2 separate regions of the Sus scrofa genome follow, and region 2 is linked to region 1. Evidence: chromatin contacts called from public HiChIP or PLAC-seq data. All regions are on one chromosome and are shown on one strand. Each heading gives the region's core, a stretch centred on a gene start, on an enhancer-like site or on the middle of the called end of the contact. The rest is flanking DNA. Distances are from core to core; before and after follow the strand shown.

Region 1 (3,095 bases), core at 584-3,083:
TATAAAATAAAATCTTCTGGTTTCTTTCACTTAGCATAATGTATTTAAGCTTGATCCACATTGCAGCATGAATCAGTACATCATATGGATAGACTACAATTTGTCCATGCACTTGTTGATGGACATTTGGGTTGTTTCCAGTCAACATCATTAAAAATAAAGCTGCTACCCTGCTCTTTTTGGCAGTACATATACTAAAATTGGAAAGACACAGGGAAGATTGGCATGGCCTCTGCGCAAGGATGACATGCAAATTCATAAGCATTCCATGTTTTAATGGAGGATAATGTGAGAAAAAGAATGTATTTATCTATGTGTGTGTGTGTGTGTGTGTGTGACTGGGTCACTTTGCTCTATAGTCAAAAACTGACAGAACACTGTAAACCAACTATAATGGAAAAAATAAAAATCACTAAAAAATGAAATGAAAAAATAAATAAAAGAATAAAAATAAAAATAAAGCTTCATGTACTCATGTACAAGTCTTTGTAAGGATATATGCTTTTATTTCTTCTAAGTAAGTACCTAGAAGTGAAATGGCTGAGTCATATAGAAGATGCATATTTATAGTCAATTTTTTTAACATACAGAAACCATAATTTCGTACCATTTAACTAAACGAGATGAGGACAGGGAAGCTCTCGGATGGTGGTGCTCACTGCTATATCTCAGTGCTTAGAGCAGATGATATATTTATTGAAAGAGTGAACAATACATTTTATCTTGTAAGTACACGAACATGTAAAATAGAAACCCTATACCCTACAGTCTTTCTTCGTCTCAGACTGACTTTTATGCTCTTATCAGAAATTTCTAGGCCAAAACCTCCACCTCTACATGTGCAATCTCCAATCTCCATCTAACAACATGCTTCTCCCCCACTCTGTGTCTGTGGCTTAGCAGTTTCTAAACACTGCATAGAAGGGTGACAAGTCAAGAGATGGGAAAACCAGGTTAGGAAACCCCAAAATGATTGGTAAGAAACCATGTACAATTTGGTTCAATGGCCCACAATCCTGATAAAGACTCTCACCCTCCTTTCACTTTAAATATATCTTGCATTTTGTACAAAATTCTGAAGTCTCCCCTGGAACCTCACTCATATTTCAGAGATTCAAGCTAAGTTTCCTTGCAATTTCCATCAAACACAGGTCAAGGACACACAGAAAGGAGATGGAACTGGAAGCAAGCTATGAAATTTACCCTAAGCCATTCCCTAGGACTAAACTCAATATCCTGTGAGTGACACCCAGGCCCGTTCAGTATTTGGACCAAGGTCCATACAACTCAGAGGGGAATTTCAAGGGGATCTAGATTCTTGCCCAAAGTACAACCTACCTTAGAGCAGGTGGCCGGGGAACACACTAACCTCCACTAGGACCCAGGGGGGATTCTTTAATTCACGAGCCCCTTGGCCTGTCCACATGAAAGTTGTAAGTTCAGTCAGGGATAATAATGCATGTGCACAAAAACATAGTCCACAAGATTTCAAGTAATTCTCTGCATAGAATACAACTCAAGAAGGCAATTATCATCCTTTCTCTTTGTTCCATTTCAAGATGTATTCAAAGTTGTCACTGAACACACACACACACACACACACACACACACACACACACACACACACACACACAGAGTTGGTACAGCCCAGCAAGTGGCTGAGTTTTCCTGGCCTTGCTTACTGAGGTTCCTTCTGGAGCTAATGGGGAAAGCCCAGTGCACCATCAAGGTTGCCTCAGGAGCAGCAACTGGTAAAGATGAAAACACAGCTCTGCGGTACCTGCAATGCTATGGTTGATTGACACAGACCATCATTTGGGAACATGATGAAAGCTCTGAGTCACTCACTGTGCTTGAGACATTCAACAGGAAACACAGCAAGTGCAGTCTGAAAATGGTGAGTGTGTTGTTTTGATAAGACTCCAGGTCTTGGAAATTCTCCCAGCTCCTTCCCAACATCTCTAGGAATCGAGTGATTCTGCTGTGTGAACTGAGGTGGCTAGGCTCTAAGCCCCTTCCTGTGCAGTAGGCTCCAAGTTAAACAGCCTACAAGTCTAGGAAGCTGGAGCTGGTTTGAGAGCCAATGCAGCTGAAAGGAAATGATGGAGCTGGTCTGAGAAGGCTCCAGGCCAGTCCTCAGATGGGGAAAGAAAATGCTCAGAAATTCAGGCCAACTCCTGCCTTTGGGTCTTTGCCCCAGGTCTCCCCTCTGCCTGCAGCACTGACCCCACTTACATGCTAGCGTATTTCCTCTTCTCGCTGAAGTCTGTGCTCAAATGCTGGTTCTCAGTGAGGATGACCAAATCTCTCTCCCAGCACTGCACCTCCCCTCCCTTTCCCACATTTTTCCCCCAGAGAACTGATCACCTTCTAACAACTGTGTAATTTACTCATCACTCAATTATTATGGTTTTTGTTTATTGTGTTCCCTGCCCCCAACACACACGAACACACACACACAATTTCCTTGTCCTCTACTTTTAGGTGAGACTGGCTTTGTCTGCCCAGTTTAGTCTTCTCTGATTTCCAAGGGCAGGGAGCTTGGTTTTGTTCACTGGTACACAGTATCAGAAGTTGCCTGGCATACCAGGCACTTAATATTTGATGAATGAATGAACAAATGAAAGATACACAAGAGAAAGGAGCAAAACCTAAGTGTTTTAAGGCCATTAGACTGTCTGTGGATCACTTAGTCCAAACTTTTATTTCACAGGTGAGAGAAAAACGACTTCCCAAGATCACAGAGCAACTCAGCCCCAGATTGTACTCAGGGCCAGGTCTCCTGCTTTCCAGGCTAATTCTTTTACAACTGTCATCACAATGTAAAGAGCTGAGAATTCACTTAAAAAAATACAAAACCCAAAAAACTGGGAGTTCCCACTGTGGCTCAGCAGTAAAGAACCCAACTAATATCCATGAGGACTCGGGTTTGATCCCTAGCCTCGATTAGTGGGTTAAGGATCCAGCATTGCTGTGAGCTGTGGTGTAGGCCAGCAGCTACAGCTCTGATTCGACCCCTAGCCAGGAAACCTCCAAATGCCATAAGTGTGGCCCTAAAAAGCAAAGAAACGAACAAAAAAAGGGGCCCACAAAGT
Region 2 (3,183 bases), core at 211-2,710, 650 kb after region 1:
AGGACTCATATTCACCTCTTTGGAGTTATACAAATGAAATCTGCTTAGAGGATGGAAAGGAATGGAAGAGATTAGAGGATGACATTAAAAGATCCTATAGAACAGATATTTATTAAAAACATTAGTTAATATAGCATTATGAAAAATGAAGGGTAAACATTTCATAATTTCTGTGTGTGTGTGTGTGTGAATGGCAAGCCTATTTTCATAGCTCTTACTATTCTTACGCCTACACACACACATGTAAACTTACCTGTAAATGGTCCCTTATAGACTTGGGTCTGACTAGAGATGGCAGAAACTTCCTTGGCACTTATTAGCATTGGGCCTCTCCTTCCTGCCATTCACTAAACATTGATTTCCAAAATGGATTTTTTCAAAACTTCTTCCCCCTCTCCCTTTTAGAGAAAATAGATAATTTTCTTAACACATAAACACTTCTTACTTCAAGTTTATAAGAACATGGATCAGGAGTTTGACCTATCACTTTCGAAAAACTGCCCATCTTTAACATGGAGTCAGGCAAAAGAAATGCAAAAATAATAGTGGAAACTATTTCACATGATCACTGAGGCTGTAAGGAGTGGGGAAAGGAGAGCCTCCATGAAGAGAGAATTGGTAGAAAAAGTAGAGTTCACTCTGTTTTAAAATATCCTAAGTGAATATGGTATAAAAACCACAAAGCATAGTTTTATCCTCAAAGGATGTAAAGGAAATAGAATCTTTAGGAAAGAATGACTGTGTGCTAGGGAGAGAGTTGAAAAGTATATTTTGCAAGAAAGTCAGACTTCAACTCAGAACTCGGCTTTTTCAGCTTGAGGCCAAGACTATAAAAATTAGAAGAAACCCTTTCTTTAGGACTAGATTGAAGGGTTTATATTATGCATCCCAGCAGCCAGCTTTGCATGACCTGTTTTCTCTCCCTTTACTCTAAACTCTGTAATGGTGATTATAATTTTCCCATTCTGGGCTTAAGGCTGCCACTTTCTTTTGTGCTGAAAACCCAGGACTGTTATTAGCATGGTTGCATGATTGTTGGCCTTACAAATAGTTATTCATAAATACCAAAGTGGAAAAAAAAATCATGTTTAGCAACAATATACTAGACATTGTTTTATTACATATATCCAGTCCAGAAGATTTAAAATTCAGATTAGATCATTATCACATATGTAATGGGTAGAATTTGGAACATCTATGCTGAGGTTTATACCAAGTTGATCTGAGTTGAAAGAACTGAGTAATAATGTTGAAGAGTCACACTTAGCTGAATTTAAACCCTTTAAAACTTAACACATGAATTGAAAATTTGCCCTCTCCCTAAACTATAAACTTCTTGAAGCATGACTGGTCTCTCCCTGTGGTATTATCTTTCAATTTTGAACAACTGAACTAATCTAAGTAATGATTCATCTGTCACTAGAGGGGGTTGAAGCATTTCTGTCCTCTGTTGCCACAGAGCAAGAAAGATTCTAGAAAGTTGTCCTTTCTCCCACTTGGTATGTGTGGGAGTATCAAACCCCAAATAGAGCAGTGCTAAACTTTTTTTTTTCATATTTTGTTTTTCTATAAACAAACTTTATCTGTGGCCTTGTAGCAGACGGTCAGTTCCAGGAAACACACGGCTAACAATGTCATTCCCCTTGTATTGCACGTAATATAAAAACAGAGTTTAAGTAAATATTTGAATTAGGACAATTTGAAAAATTTAACTTTGGAGTAGCCTTTCCCTGGCATGTATTGATCACTTTTTCTAGAGTGGCTCTTTCTAATATGCTATCCCTACACCATTTAAATGAAGCTTGTTCAGTGTAACATATAATATATTAGCAGAGTATAATCCTAGAAACTCAGCATTTGCAGAATGGAACTGCAATTAGGAGATTCAACTCCTGCTGCATATCAAAGAAAAGCTGATCTATAAATAGCAGTAGAGCAACACCTAGTGCTAAGCACAGATATAGCAGAAAGATCTCAGTCACAACCATCTTATTAGGCCTTAGGTTTTATACTGAATGGATAAACAACAAGGTCCTACTCTGTAGCATACGGAACTATATTCAATATTCTATGATAAATCGTAATGGAAAAGAATAGGAAAAAAGAATGTATACCTATTCATAACTGAATCACTTTGCTACACAGCAGAAATTAACACAACATTGAAAATCAACTATACTTCAATAAAATAAATTTTTAAAAAGTTTTAGTTTATGGTTGCAATAGGATGACTCTTTTCCTTGGTATTTTAACCATGGAATTATTCTGTGAAATGACAAGCCTGGACTGGCTGGTCTTTAAGGTTCTTATAGACTCAGTGTGTGATCCTGCAGTTGGGTTATTTTTATGTACTTTTCATTTTCATTGCCCTACATTCTTCTTAGTGAACTTGTCCATTAGATAAAGGAGGCTTGCTTAGGCCTAGCTTTTACCTTTTATGTCAATTAGCTTTGCGTAGATTGTGAGAAAGAAGCAGAAGTGTTTATGTACTTGGACAATGCCATGAGGAAGTTCCAAGAAATGCCCTTTCTCTTCTTTAAAAAAATAGTAAATATATACATATGTACAAACTAGGGTAGGATACCTCCATTGTTGAAAAAGGAAAGTGTGGGCCTTTGTATGAAAAAAATGATCCCACATCTGCTAGTAGTAGGTGGTGTTTATTCTATGCTACTCAATTCCTTATGTCATAAGGACGCACTTCTTTTATTATCCTATCTCAGAAGAGATCACAATATCATCTGTATGGAAATACAAAAAGAGCATAAGTTTTCATAGCCAAATTCTCTGGAGCACAAGTTTTCTATGTCTTTGTTATTTCATTTGTCTATAGACCGGGGAAAATACTTACTATTTATGGAAAGTGGTCAGATAAAGAAATAGATAAAACCTTTGAATATGCAGAGATACATAAAAACCGTTAAATTAGATAGATCACCATGAACATGAACTGCTTTAAAAGCTGGCATCACCAGTGGAGGAAAAATGTGCATGAGAGCTTTCTTTCAGAGGCAGAAGTTCCTGCTGGACTTAAGCAGTTAGTCTGTGATCTTGTGTCTTTTCCTTTAAAACACACAATGTCATGTGGCAGTATGTCAGGGGCTGGTGTCCTCAGGCCAAAAGAATCGCAGGATGGTGACTTCAGGGTGCCTCTCCCATGATCTGCATACAATGCGGAAGTGT

Evidence for each region. HiChIP or PLAC-seq counts read pairs in DNA pulled down with a chosen protein or histone mark.
Region 2: an H3K27ac HiChIP or PLAC-seq map of alveolar macrophages shows a contact between it and region 1. The contact joins two enhancer-like sites. A contact is called at or near these places in 1 of 47 Hi-C or Micro-C datasets (embryonic fibroblasts) and 1 of 2 datasets of contacts at active chromatin or transcription factors (alveolar macrophages).

What each region holds. Positions count from the first base shown.
Region 1 is chr13:109,758,373-109,761,467 of Sscrofa11.1, forward strand. All of the region lies in intron 7 of TNIK (TRAF2 and NCK-interacting protein kinase), which reads right to left. Among named protein-coding and RNA genes, the nearest start is that of SLC2A2, 150 kb to the left of the region's middle. Within about 2 kb of position 1,834, at least 7 of the 83 cell types and tissues checked have an H3K27ac peak or open chromatin away from gene starts, as enhancers often do. A contact at or near this core is called in alveolar macrophages, where this site is marked.
Region 2 is chr13:110,404,176-110,407,358 of Sscrofa11.1, forward strand. No RefSeq gene overlaps it. Among named protein-coding and RNA genes, the nearest start is that of TMEM212, 8.6 kb to the right of the region's middle. Within about 2 kb of position 1,461, at least 10 of the 83 cell types and tissues checked have an H3K27ac peak or open chromatin away from gene starts, as enhancers often do. A contact at or near this core is called in alveolar macrophages, where this site is marked.